2 separate regions of the Bombyx mori genome follow, and region 2 is linked to region 1. A link is a contact called in public Hi-C data. All regions are on one chromosome and are shown on one strand. Each heading gives the region's core, a stretch centred on a gene start, on an enhancer-like site or on the middle of the called end of the contact. The rest is flanking DNA. Distances are from core to core; before and after follow the strand shown. Region 1 overlaps EcR (ecdysone receptor). Region 2 overlaps EcR (ecdysone receptor).

Region 1 (6,558 bases), core at 2,946-5,445:
AATGACATCATGATTTACATGCAGAGAACATTAACCTTTTTCTTAGTAAATTGAACTTTTATAATCTTGAGAATATAATGTTTCGATGTGTATAATAAATTTAATAAAACAGCTGGAATTAACTGACTTTTGAAACAGATTTCGTGCGTGCACTTGAGCGGAGAAGTTGATTTAATAAATTCGACAGATGGCGCTGCTCGGCATAAAATAAACTTTTCCATTTAATTATTTTTTATGTATATTCTTAGACCGACTAGACCATTTACGGCCATGATAATAGTACATGACCATTATTGCTCATGACCAAAATAATTTAAAGAACACAACCAAGCGACGCTGCCAACCCCTAAGGACTATTCTTAACCTTGTTGAAGAAAAACATGTACTAACGTTCTGGAAACATAGTAGAGTGAAGTTCATTCCATAGCCTTGTTCGAGAAAAAGACCTTCGGAAACACACCAAGGATGAACATAGCCGTTCTAGGTAATATGGATGAACTCTACTCCGGTGGTGAGGGGTATGTTGGTAAAAACAAGATGACTGAATCAATTGGTACATTATGTCCAATGGTGTGGAAGATTTAACTAATTTAATTTCCATTTATTTATATTGCATGGTGCATACAAAATTTCAAAGTTACTAATGAACTCAAGATTAAAATGAAACCGTTTTAGATTTAGCGTAACATTACGTACGGCTTCGTAACGATAAACATCTACATACAGTTAGTTACTTGTGTAAACCGCTCCAACCTTAACATTGAAGTGTGCATTGAATAATATTTTTAATAGCGAATACTCCAAAAAAAAAAAAAAAATATTAATCGATATTATCTCATGGCAAGAAGTTAGATTTTTCGTTGGGTCATTAAACTTCACGGTCGATGGTTAATCCAATGCGTAGCCATCGTTACGACACAGAACGTGTTGTTCTTGTTTGAATTTAAAAAAAAATTGTTATTGTACTGTGATTTTTTATTGAGTTACATGTCGTAACCTCATTGCTCATTGTCAATCTTATCCTAACTCTCTCTCTCTCCCTAAAGATCACAGTTTAAATAGGTGATCTAAGAATTTTCATTTAAACTGATATTGTTATAAAATACGACGGTACGTTACTTCGTAGCGTATAAAGTCATTTGGGGCTAGCCACATATGACGTCATACTTTGAAGTTGAAGTTTAGCAAAAACAGTCCTTTAAGTTATGAATTTAGATATTAGTCCAGAATTTAGAAATAGAAAGAACAGTGGACTAGCTTGTAAATTATAATACGCTATAAATTGTAGTCCAGTTAAGAACAGGGACAGGGATTATAATAAAGCAACTATCAGAAGTCGTCGTGGCCTAAAAGATAAGACGTCCAGTGCATTCGTGTTGAAGCGATGCACCGGTGATCGAATGCCGCAGGCGGGTACCAATTTTTCTAATGAAATACGTACTCAACAAATGTTCACGATTGACTTCCACGGTGAAGGAATGACATCGTTTAATAAAAATCAAATCCGCAAAATTATAATTTGCGTAATTACTGGTGGTAGGACTCTTGTGAGTCCGCGCGGGTAGGTACCACCACCCTGCCTATTTCTGCCGTGAAGCAATAATGCGTTTCGGTTTGAAGGGTAGGGCAGCCGTTGTAACTATACTTGAGACCTTAGAACTTATATCTCAAGGTGGGTAGCGCATTTACGTTGTAGATGTATATGGGCTCCAGTAACCACTTAACACCAAGTGGGCTGTGAGCTCGTCCACCCATCATCATATAAATAGCATATGAGCCCATGATGTGGAATAATATTCGAATATTTAATTTATATTCATACACAACTTATATTAATTATGATAATTCTTTGCGGCCGATTTCTATTCTATTCTGCGGCAACACATATAAAAAATATTTTCGAAAATCCTTTGGGAACTTCATTTTAAGCTGCTAATGCTTTGTTCGAAGTGCATCAATATTCGGAGATCAATCGATCAACCACTACTGATTTTTTTTTAATCTTATATTACAAAATTGGCATAAAAAAATATACCGACCAAAATTCTAAAATTAAACATAAGTACATATAGAATTTTTCGTTGGTCAAGTAAGAGATACGTAATTCACGCTGTTTTTGTTGCCATATTCTATTATGTATGTAATGAAATGTTTCAATGTAATTTTCAGCAAATCTTGCTTTACGATAAATATCAGTCGTAAGAATCATAAAGCAAGCTCGTTGTGCGACACGGTCAAACACACCCGGAATATCGATCGACACAATCGTATTACCATTGTTCCAATCTTGCTTTCAATCAATACTATGCCTACAATTTATACAGCGTTGCCCCGATGAACAAGAGCAACTGAAATAAGTTCTTCATACGACTATTGCACATCGACACAACAGAATCAACGATTTTCATTCAAATATCATTGGAAGGGGTAAATAGTGCATTTTGAAAATACAGGTGAGGTCAGACAGTTCAGTAACTAATCGATTTGCATCGAAAACAATGGTTCGCGTAAAATTTAGCAAAGTCATTAAAAGTGTTCAAATTAATTGTTCTAATTTCGGTGGTCATGTGTTGTGAGCCCACTCGGGTGATTACTGCTGCACTAACATTATGACTCGAAGCCATTAATAGAGTAGATAGAGCATTTGTAATTACAATGCAATTCTATCTTCTATTTACATTAATGAGCAGTAGCAGCAACAGCAGTATTACCACAGCTTAGTACTATAAAGACTCACTTGTTGAAATTAAAGAAAATTTTAAAATTCAAATCGAATTTTTCGATAGGATTCTCTAAAATCTGCATTAGAAGAATAATATAAATGGTAGTTTGTAAAATAAAAAATAAAATAAGAACATTCACTTTCCCGAAGACATAATCCCTTTCACAATAAGCTGATTGAGCTCACTCTGCTGTTAACGTGGTTAGCCTAATTAGTCGTCTGATGACCCTCGGGAATGAGTTATTGTTAGCATAAACTATTTATAAATGACCGACCTCAGTCCGTCTCTAGCTGTCTTCTTGTATTTAAATGAAGAGAGAAAAAATTGTAAGTGCTTACGTACGTTCAGAGATCTAAAACATCATTGCTCTGCCTTTACACACTGTCGGCCCTCTAATGAAACGAGACAAGAGGAAAGAAAATATGAAAATGCTAAATAAAACTGCAGTTCTTTTGAATTTTTTTATTATCGGTAGGGGTTTTTACATTACGAGTCTCGATTTAGCTCCCTCCGATTTTGAGTATACAATGCTATATAAACGCCAGATGAAACTCTTAGTAAAGGCGAAGCTTAAAATACATTTTAACTAACAAAGCTAACAGAGTTTAAGTTTGGTTTATTACTATTATTTTTCAAGCGATATGGAGACATGTTTCAACGCCTTTAAATTAGGTGAACGCCCTCAAAGATTAATCTGACATTAATAAAACACGTCAATACTAATACTAGCTTCAAATGTTCACTACCAATACATATCAATAAAGCTATTCGTTTAAAGCTATCATCGGATTGCTTAAAGCGAAATATGGATATGTTTTTATCTATATATTAATACGTGAAGCAAAAACTTTGTATCCCTTTTTACGAAAATTGCGCGGACGGAGGAGTATGAAATTTTCCACACTTATACAGAATATAGAGAAGAAGTGGACAATGCTGATATTTTTTTAAATAATGCATAAATATACAGTAAATCAATAAAGAAAACATTACACACACTACATACCATGTATTTGACGCACACACGCATGCATACTATTTATTGTCAAACTTTTGTTCTTGACGTCTGTTGTCAAATTGAGAATAGATTAAATATTGTTTGTCTTTGTTAATATTTTGTATAGTGTAGTCTTGGCGAAATTTGTGATTATAGAAGTATAAAATACAATCATAATAGTGTACAAACTTACAATTCCAATTAATTATAGTCGAATTTCGACTACTGCGGGACCTCTAGTTTATTTTAATAGGACAGCTTTGCGAGAAGGAATCTTAATTATTCGTGACTGAAGAACGACCACGTCATTATTTCGATAAAAACTGCTCAATTCAATGTTTTCAAACCAACTTTAGAGTTGAGAAACCATTTTAGCGGGTTTCAAACTCTGAACGTAAAACAAATCTCGATCGTGTTGTACACAGTCTGTTCACGGTCTATTCTCGTCAGGTTCATCGTTAACAAAAATGATCTCATCAGTACGATGCAGCGACAATGTGAACATTGTGATTAATGTCCGCGTGTCACTCTTCTCTGTACATACAGAAATTGGTGTATTTATGTCCATGTAAAGATAGTGATTGTGCGATTTAAAAAAAAAACATGAAGTTTGAAGTCGGCTCAAGAAAATTTGTTAATTCTCTAGTCACCAAATTTGAATTCAATTCTTGTCGTTGCGTCTTTTTGGATGTAACTTTGAGATGGATTTTAAATTAGCTTACGGAGCTGCTATGGAGATTAGAGTATTAAGCGGTAGGCAGCGGCTTAGCTCTGCCCCTGGCATTGCTGAAGTCCATGGGCGACGGTAACCACTCACCATCAGGTGGGCCGTATGCCCGTCTGCCTACAAAGGCAATAAAAAAATAAAAATATTACTCGTCTGATCTCAGAACAAAAAAAAAACGGCATACGGTGCACGGTGGTTACATATCTTCAAGAAGATGAAGTTTTCAAAATGTTTTCTTTACTTTTTTAGCTTTCATGCCTTTTTTTGGGGTTTTCTATCATTATTGAGTTACAATCAAGTTTCTCATTGTTGCATGGATTTAGACCTGTCTATATCTCAAGTTTATTTTGCGTACTACTACGAAACATTCCAGTTCTTAGTCAATTAAAAAGTATTAAAGTACAGAAGCAAAATAAGAAGCCAAATGAAACACATTCACAATACATTTGGTACACAATGGTATGTAAGGTAATGGTAGACATAATATTAGTAAAATTTTAAAGTTAAATAATGTCAGATTCTTACAAGCGAAGACGTTAGCAAAAGGCAGTCCTTTAAATAAATTACACGGCGGGCGGCGACCGCTATCTGTCGATCTGTAATTAAACAGAATTGCCGCAATTTATATGGCACATCGTCTTTAGAGCCCATGAATTGAGCAATTAGAGTATAAGGAATTTCGTTAATTAAAAAATTATATGGTGCTAGAGTTGAACAATCAAAAATACATGAACAAATTTGTATTGTAAAGATTGTATTATCGGAAACCTCAACTCATATATTTCACAGTTGCTTAACTAAGATACGTCAGGAATTATTTTACTTTCGTTAATTTAAATACAATTTTATTTGATCGGAAAACAACAAAAAACAAACACGTGTGAAATTCATACAACGCAGAAATTAAAACTACGTAAGCGTTCTATCTCATTTATTCACGGCCTAATATTCTATAATAGGTATATTTGGCGCTTTATCGTTTAGATATAGGTTCAGTCTCTTCATAGGAACATTGAACCGAAGTTCCATTCCAATGTATTCATTACGATTCATCTGTTGAAAAAAATAAGAGAATAAACTTGCATTCAAAACTTAATGTTTGAAATATACATATCGACGCTTGAAAGGCAAAAGTGACTAAGCGACAATAACTGCTTTGTACATAAATGATAGGCAATAACCATATTCAATGCGCAAAAAATATATATTTCTAGGTCTATTAAAATAATTTCAATCCTACAGCTACTAGCTAGATTCTACTACTACTAGATTCGTTAAAATAAATTTTGTTTACAGGTATTTCAACTTTAAATTAGTCTACTGTAAAGTTCACGCATTGTCGTTTAATCATGTTTGCCTTTCAAGCGTCGAGATATACCCCCTGTACTGTAATTAACAACAGAATAAAAGTCAACAAAAACTGCATCAAAGTCTTCAATTCAATAAATCATATTCTAACGTATAGACAATTAAAAAACTAACACAAAGATATTAATTCTGGTATATTAGATTAACAGAAGCAACATATTATATGACTAGTATATTATCATAAACACGCAATAAGAGAGTCGACATTTTATAACATCGCTTAGAACAATACATGTAAACTTAATATCCATTGCTACTTTATAGCCACATTTCAAAAGGCCATTATAAACATAAAATACACTTGAGTAGTAAATATTTAACATCAATATAATGTGCTTGTTGTGTTCGGTTATAAATAAAATAAATACGGTGTGCTGGAAAAAATAATAATAAATCCTACATGCTTAAGTAACTTATTTTTTATTACATACTTTCTTTTCGACACAGACCTATAAAATAAAAGGTAGCATAGATATACATACATAGTACCAGGCTAAAGTTATGAGTTGTTTCAATTCTTATTTGAAGGTACCTATATTTTGGGACAGTTTGTTAGTTCCGTGGTGAGTTTTATATTTGACTCGTGTTATTTATTCTTAAAAAATATAATACAAAACTGTATTAATTGTTTGATTGCTACATCAGCTTAGGGTATCTAATCTTATTGGTACATATTCGAAGTAACGGTTAGTGTCAATGTCTTCATTTCTGATTTTGTATTCTTGAATTTTGTGTGTATTTTT
Region 2 (6,134 bases), core at 828-3,327, 87 kb after region 1:
ATAATCTTTTTTATATTATGTTTGCAACGTTGTTAGCGTGTTCGATGGCAACTAGATTGGATATTAGATATGTATATAGACGTCGCGCCATCTGTATTCGTTTAGGTTAAACATTAAAAGTACAAAAGCAGCTAATTTATCTATATGATGTTTTCGTTCTAATAGCAAAGTTCGGGCGAGCTTACTGTGGGAACAAACTTAGTCGAGAGTGGTAGATGACACGCAAGCAACGTTGCCCGGCATCTAGATGTCTTCATTAGTTTTGTTAATGAACTATCTGACTTGTGACATTCACATAAGGTTTAATTTGATTTGTACTAAGTACCAGTCAATATATTTTCAATAAAAGCATCATTGGCAAATCTCTTTGTCAGCTCGCCGCGGTTCGAAAAGTGGACAACCAATATTACAGTACAAATTTGAGACTTCAACCTCATGTCTCAAGAAGGGCCGTGAGCTCGTTTGCCAATCTAAAAAAGTTAATCAAATAAAAACAAAAGAACAAGATTAAAAACATCGTGTCTAACAAATCTACATTGGCGTGACGCCAATGACTTATTTACCTAATATTACTAAATATTTTTTGATACATTTTTGGGAAAAAATCTAACGCGATTTAAAAGTGTTACAAACGATTCTAAACAAACTACCCTCAGATTTCGTATATACCAAATCAAGACAAACACAAAACAACTTATTTAACTGAAATAATCACAAACGAAACTGTACCGTAACGACGCTAAAATACAGTTGTTTTAGGATCAGCTAATTGTGTCTACGCTGTTGATGAATGGAAATATAGTAAATAAAATCTAAATTTAATCGATCTCATTTACCGGTAATCGTGATAAGCACGTATTGAGTTCGTAATCTGAACTCGTTTAGAGCACTATATGAGTCACTCAGTACTCAGTGTCCGTCTCGAAGCCTTCTGTCTCCCTCTAACATTACATAATTGTAATTTATTGTCACACCATATCGTTTTCTCGCTCCGTATTCACGCTAATATCTCGTCATCTGTAAACTTCGCGATAAATATGCTAATAATAAGTGTCTGTTTGGCGTGTTCAATGTGTTTAGCGTACCGTAATTTGTGTGATTGTTGTTTATGAAATTCATTTCTGTACAGGATGTGAGCTCCCGAAGTCGAAAGCTACAAAATATATTTATTACCTTAACTTAAGGAGGAAAACAATCGTTTGGTGCTTGAGCCCGCAATGCGTGCGAGTGACCGCAGTACGAATCACGTAAAAATCATGGAACAAAAACCGCAATGGATTCTGTACGCGTTCCATTGAGGGCTCACTAAACATGAGACATTATTATCAAATGAATAGCGGTCTCCGTTTCGGGAGAATTATCCTGTATGTAAATATATACAAGCGCGTCACGATCGAACCTGCACCGAGGACCGTGCTAGTTCGCTTAGAGATAACTCTTCGATTTAACTTAGCATTAGTCGTACATAGCACAAATTATCACTGGAGTGTCTTAAGCCTCCACGGTTTCAGAGGCGCATCGATAACACACACTGCCATTACAAACGTATAATATACACGGTGCGATCTCGTATGCGTGATCATAAATTCACAGTTTTTATCTAAAGTCGATGAATCTTTCATACGTCGCGATTGTAGTCTTTAGATGTTAATCGATCATGGAAATATTAGCTACGATACGTTGCCTTATTAGTGCGGTGCGATCGTGGACAACGTTAGGATTCGCTCCGCGTTCGCATTTCGCCTTCGACAAATATAACTGCCATACGATAAGTAATAAATGTTATACGTCGTTCGTCGCGTAGGTCTCATGAATAGCTTCATAGGATCCGGCTTCCGTCGGTGCACGAGCGATCGTGTTTGTCGACGTTATAATCATCGACAACGTAATAAATAAACTGTTAGTATTTAATAATCTCGAACGAGAAAATAATAATAACTACCATAAAATTAATTCGTGTCTTAGCTGATAATGAGAGAATATGATAGTTGTGTGTCTGATTGTGACGACGGAGAGACGGCACACGCAAGCGACCACGTGCGCGTAGTTGAGTACAGTGAAGTACAGTCGAATACAGTGTGGAGTACAGTGCAGTACAGTCGAGTACAGTTGACTACAGTCGGAATGGACGGTGCGGAGCCGGCGTTGCCGGTTGGATGCCTTCGAGAGTTTTGTTTGAGGTGGACCGGTCGGGAGTCTACCGCTTGTCCATTAACTTGTACATAGAGACCTATAGATCCTATTGTCATATGTTTGACATATGTACCTTTAGTTTTATTCATCTAAGAAGTACAGATGGCTGTTGTTATTTTTATATTATTTGGGTATATTTTTTTTTTTTGTAAATGACCTCTGTATTTATCTTTTGTAAGCTTTGTAAGCCATAGGGACTTAGAATAGTGTACGAGCTGCGAACATTGTGATTGCTGTTTTCTCTAATTTCGTATTTTATTGAGACAATTCGTTCTGCGTATGTATTCTTCGTTTCGACAAATATTTCTTAATATTTTTTTTTTTGTTATTTCAGAGTGCAATATGTACAAATATTTACATATTAATTGTACAGTCAATTTTTAGTTTTAATGTGTCAACGCAATATACTAGTGTTCGTTCGTTGAATGTACACGAGATGCATAATAATATAATAATTCGAAATCACAAGTGAGTTGCGATGTGACGTATTCACTCTCAATATTGTGTTTTTTTTTTTTTTAAATACTTAAGGGAATAATTTTATAATAGAAAGACTAAACTAAGCGAACTTTGTATTTAAACTATTTTTTTTTTGTAGCAGATTAGATTTGTTTACATAAGACGAATAATGTACATTTTGAATTGATTTTAAAGTGATTTAGTTGTTATTTAGTAACGAATTTTCTTATAAGGTGTAACTGGCAGCCCCGCGGTTTGGCTAGAATATTGATACCAGTGCTATGTGTGCAATCTCTGTTAGTGGATAGCCGCTTCCTACACAAGTGACCATTCCGTGTACACTTGATTTATATTATGTTATTTTATTTAAACGCGACATAAACTTGTTTCCCTCCTAATGTATTTGTTTTGCATTGATTATTGTCTGTGTTATGTTTAACGACAGCGGTGAAGCGAATTAGTTATAGGGATATAGACATGACGATACGTTTAAAAACTTTATAGAGTCAACTTTTATAAAATAATAATAACCAGAGAGACAAAACTAAGAAGGTGGGTACAAAAACGAGGAAATTTGTATGAAATATTGTTATGCGAATAAACTTACACCTCAAGATAAAATTATAAAAAAAAAAGCTTGTCTTTTATTTATTTTTTCAATAACCTTTTTATACATTTTTTAATTGCATATACATATAGGTGCGTGAGCTCACAGCCCACCTGGTGTTAAGGGGTTACCGGAGCCTATAGACATCTACAACGTGAATGCCGCCACCCACCTGAGATATGAGTTCTAAGGTCTCAGTATAGTTACAACGGCTACCCCATCCTTCAAATCGAATCGCAATACTGCTTCACGGCAGAAATAGGCAGGGTGGTGGTACCTACCCGTGCGGACTCGCGAAAGGTCTTACCACCAGTAAATATCATCTTGCCCATTTCTGCACGAAACAGCGCGCGATCCTAATTGAAACGGAGTTTGAATGACGGCATTCACGTCGCGGCCTATGAGTGACTGAGTCAACCCTGCATAGCAACCATGCAACCCTACATCATAATGTGGGATTGCAGGGCGAAAACTAGTGGATTTTAAAACCAAAATATTCGAAAACACCACTCGTAACGTGGTAATGACAACTAATAACTGACGTTGACGTTCATCCTTTTTTTAAACAGATCTAGTGTGCCAGTGTGAACAACCTAAAACTGTAAAAATAACACGCAAATTATAACTAAAGAATCTATCTATCTTCCCACGTAAATGTCAGATACTTGAATCTTTTAGGATACGTGATGTCATCTCCGTAGCCTGTGTCCTTTATGTCTAAACACCGCTTGCATCAGTTTTGCATAATTAGTTGAGAGGTGCCGTACAGCGCTATCTATGTTCTGGCCGTAACATTGTGTTAAGATATTTTGGCAATAACCGAATTCTCAAAAAAACCTTGGATTTCGGTTTGCTTAACTTAAAAGGCTTTTGATCGAACTTTAAGCATACTGTGAAAAAAAGAAAAAAAACCGAAGCGTGGATCAAATCTCTTACGTTAACGTTGCCCTAAACACGTCATTATGGATCCTCTTGATCCATTACCGATGTTTTTAGGTACCTCAAGCACCGGTCACCGTCCTCGCCGAACCCGTCGCTTGCGACGAAGGGCTCGACGAGTAAATTAACCCATAGACATAGCCCACTGAGTTTCTCGCCGGATCTTCTCAGTGGGTACGCGTTTCCGATCCGGTGGTAGATTCTGCAAACATTGCTCTTGCTAAAGTTCCAGTGTTAGCAACACTTCCGCCAGTGGCCAAAGGGCCATCGTTAGCGACATTTCCGGTTTGAGCTCCGTGAGCTCACCTACACGTTAGGGAGGCTGAAATAGCCTCTCAAGGCTATCAGCATATGTTTAAAAAAACATTTATGTTACGTTTTCAAAACCGTAAAGTGTGCACGGTATTGCTGAATTAGTTCTTAACAACGGACGTATCATATTTATCAAGAACACAATTATTGTATTGCTTTGATGAGAGAACGTAATTAGGGGCTCCGGGATTTTGACTAAAACATAACGTGATTGTTAGACTTCTTTGTTGAAATTCCATAAGACGGATTCACGAATATAATACTTGCACTTCGAGCCGGATACAAAAAACAAATTGTGCGAGGGAAAATGTTCTATCGTAAATCATAACTTGTTTTTTTGTGCATAGCTTATTCAAAAAGCCAAGGTTACAAAGGATGATTTTTTGTAATCGAGTAAACTATGAAATCATATTGAATCTCATATAGCTTTAATCCCAACAATATTTAACAATTCGACCGTTGTTTTATTATTTAGATTACGTAAATAAAATATTTTAATCGGTTAAGCATGCGCCTCGGAATGATTAGCATTTGCCCTGGACACATCCTTACGGATCTATCAGACCCAACACCCCTTACATTAAACGCCTTCAGGTCTAACAGTAGCAGCCAGCTAAGGGACCCCGTTAACCGTACTTGTCAAACTCGACAAAGAGTTCGACGTGCAACCTTACCTATGCATCAGTCCGCTGAGTTTCTCGGCGGATCTTCTCAGCGGGTCGCGATTCCGATCCGGTAGTAGATTCATCCGCGAAGCAGCTGCTCTCGAGTTAGGTCTTCTTCGGACGCGCTCGGGCACCTGTTAGCCAATCCCACCCCACCGGGCTAAGCCTCTGCTCGCCCACCTGTCCTGGTTAAGCGGGAAAGGCCTCCAGACCACCAGTAAACCTAGATTAGCGTTAATTTTGACAAAGCAATAAAATGGCTTTATCGTTACTCCGAATGCATTGTGTGTTTGTTCGTTTAGCTTAAGGCCGATCTGCATTTAAATTGTTATCGTAATCAACACAATATGAATACCGCCACACACTTTGAGGCTAAAGTCTAAGTCTCATTTGTATAAAGGCTATCCCGCTCTTCAAACCAGAAGGCGTAACTGTTTCGCGTTAGAAATAGGGAGGTGGTACCTACCCACGCAGACAACTTCTGCGAGTGCACCATCTCGCAGAAGGAGGCGGCGGGGCGCGTGAGAGACGCACAATCCCGCCGCCGTCGAGCGGGGGCCAGGGAGGCGGATCTCGCCCAAGCCCTGGCCCTCTAAGTGCTTCGGGTCCCCCTCACATGTCGGTCTGGGGACCGGCGAGGGGGGCCTAAGAAGACGACGTGCAAGCTGCTCTGCACGCGTTTTACGCAAGAGCATCCGGGTGATGGAAGGCCGGCTATCCTCGACCCACGCTGGTTCTGGCCCAGCGGGGTATTCCGTAGGGTAACCCACTCTAACCGGCGCCATCTAGGCGGGCTTCGGACAGTCTGTCGACCGAGAGGGCTGGTAGTCGTGGCGCCGACGACCGCCAGTCCGGCGTCCCGAGGGGGAGGGTGATGGGAGAGATGTGCTCCGCACTAAACGCTTCACTTTCCCCCCTTTGCCTTGTCATGAGTTCTGTCTCATGCGAGGTTTGGACGT

What was found. A called contact is a pair of places that touch in the nucleus more often than the background predicts.
Region 2: a contact with region 1 is called in a Hi-C map of midgut, with 2.6 times the contacts expected there. The contact joins two enhancer-like sites. A contact is called at or near these places in 3 of 7 Hi-C or Micro-C datasets (midgut and whole pupa).

What each region holds. Positions count from the first base shown.
Region 1 is chr10:6,252,671-6,259,228 of ASM3026992v2, forward strand. The region is part of intron 3 of EcR (ecdysone receptor); the gene reads left to right. Among protein-coding and RNA genes, the nearest start is that of LOC105842224, 43 kb to the right of the region's middle. Within about 2 kb of position 4,196, at least 3 of the 8 cell types and tissues checked have open chromatin away from gene starts, as enhancers often do.
Region 2 is chr10:6,341,549-6,347,682 of ASM3026992v2, forward strand. It overlaps EcR (ecdysone receptor), which reads left to right. Exons shown (of 9, transcript NM_001173377.1): 9 at 1-488. Among protein-coding and RNA genes, the nearest start is that of LOC134199492, 6.8 kb to the left of the region's middle. Within about 2 kb of position 2,078, at least 7 of the 8 cell types and tissues checked have open chromatin away from gene starts, as enhancers often do.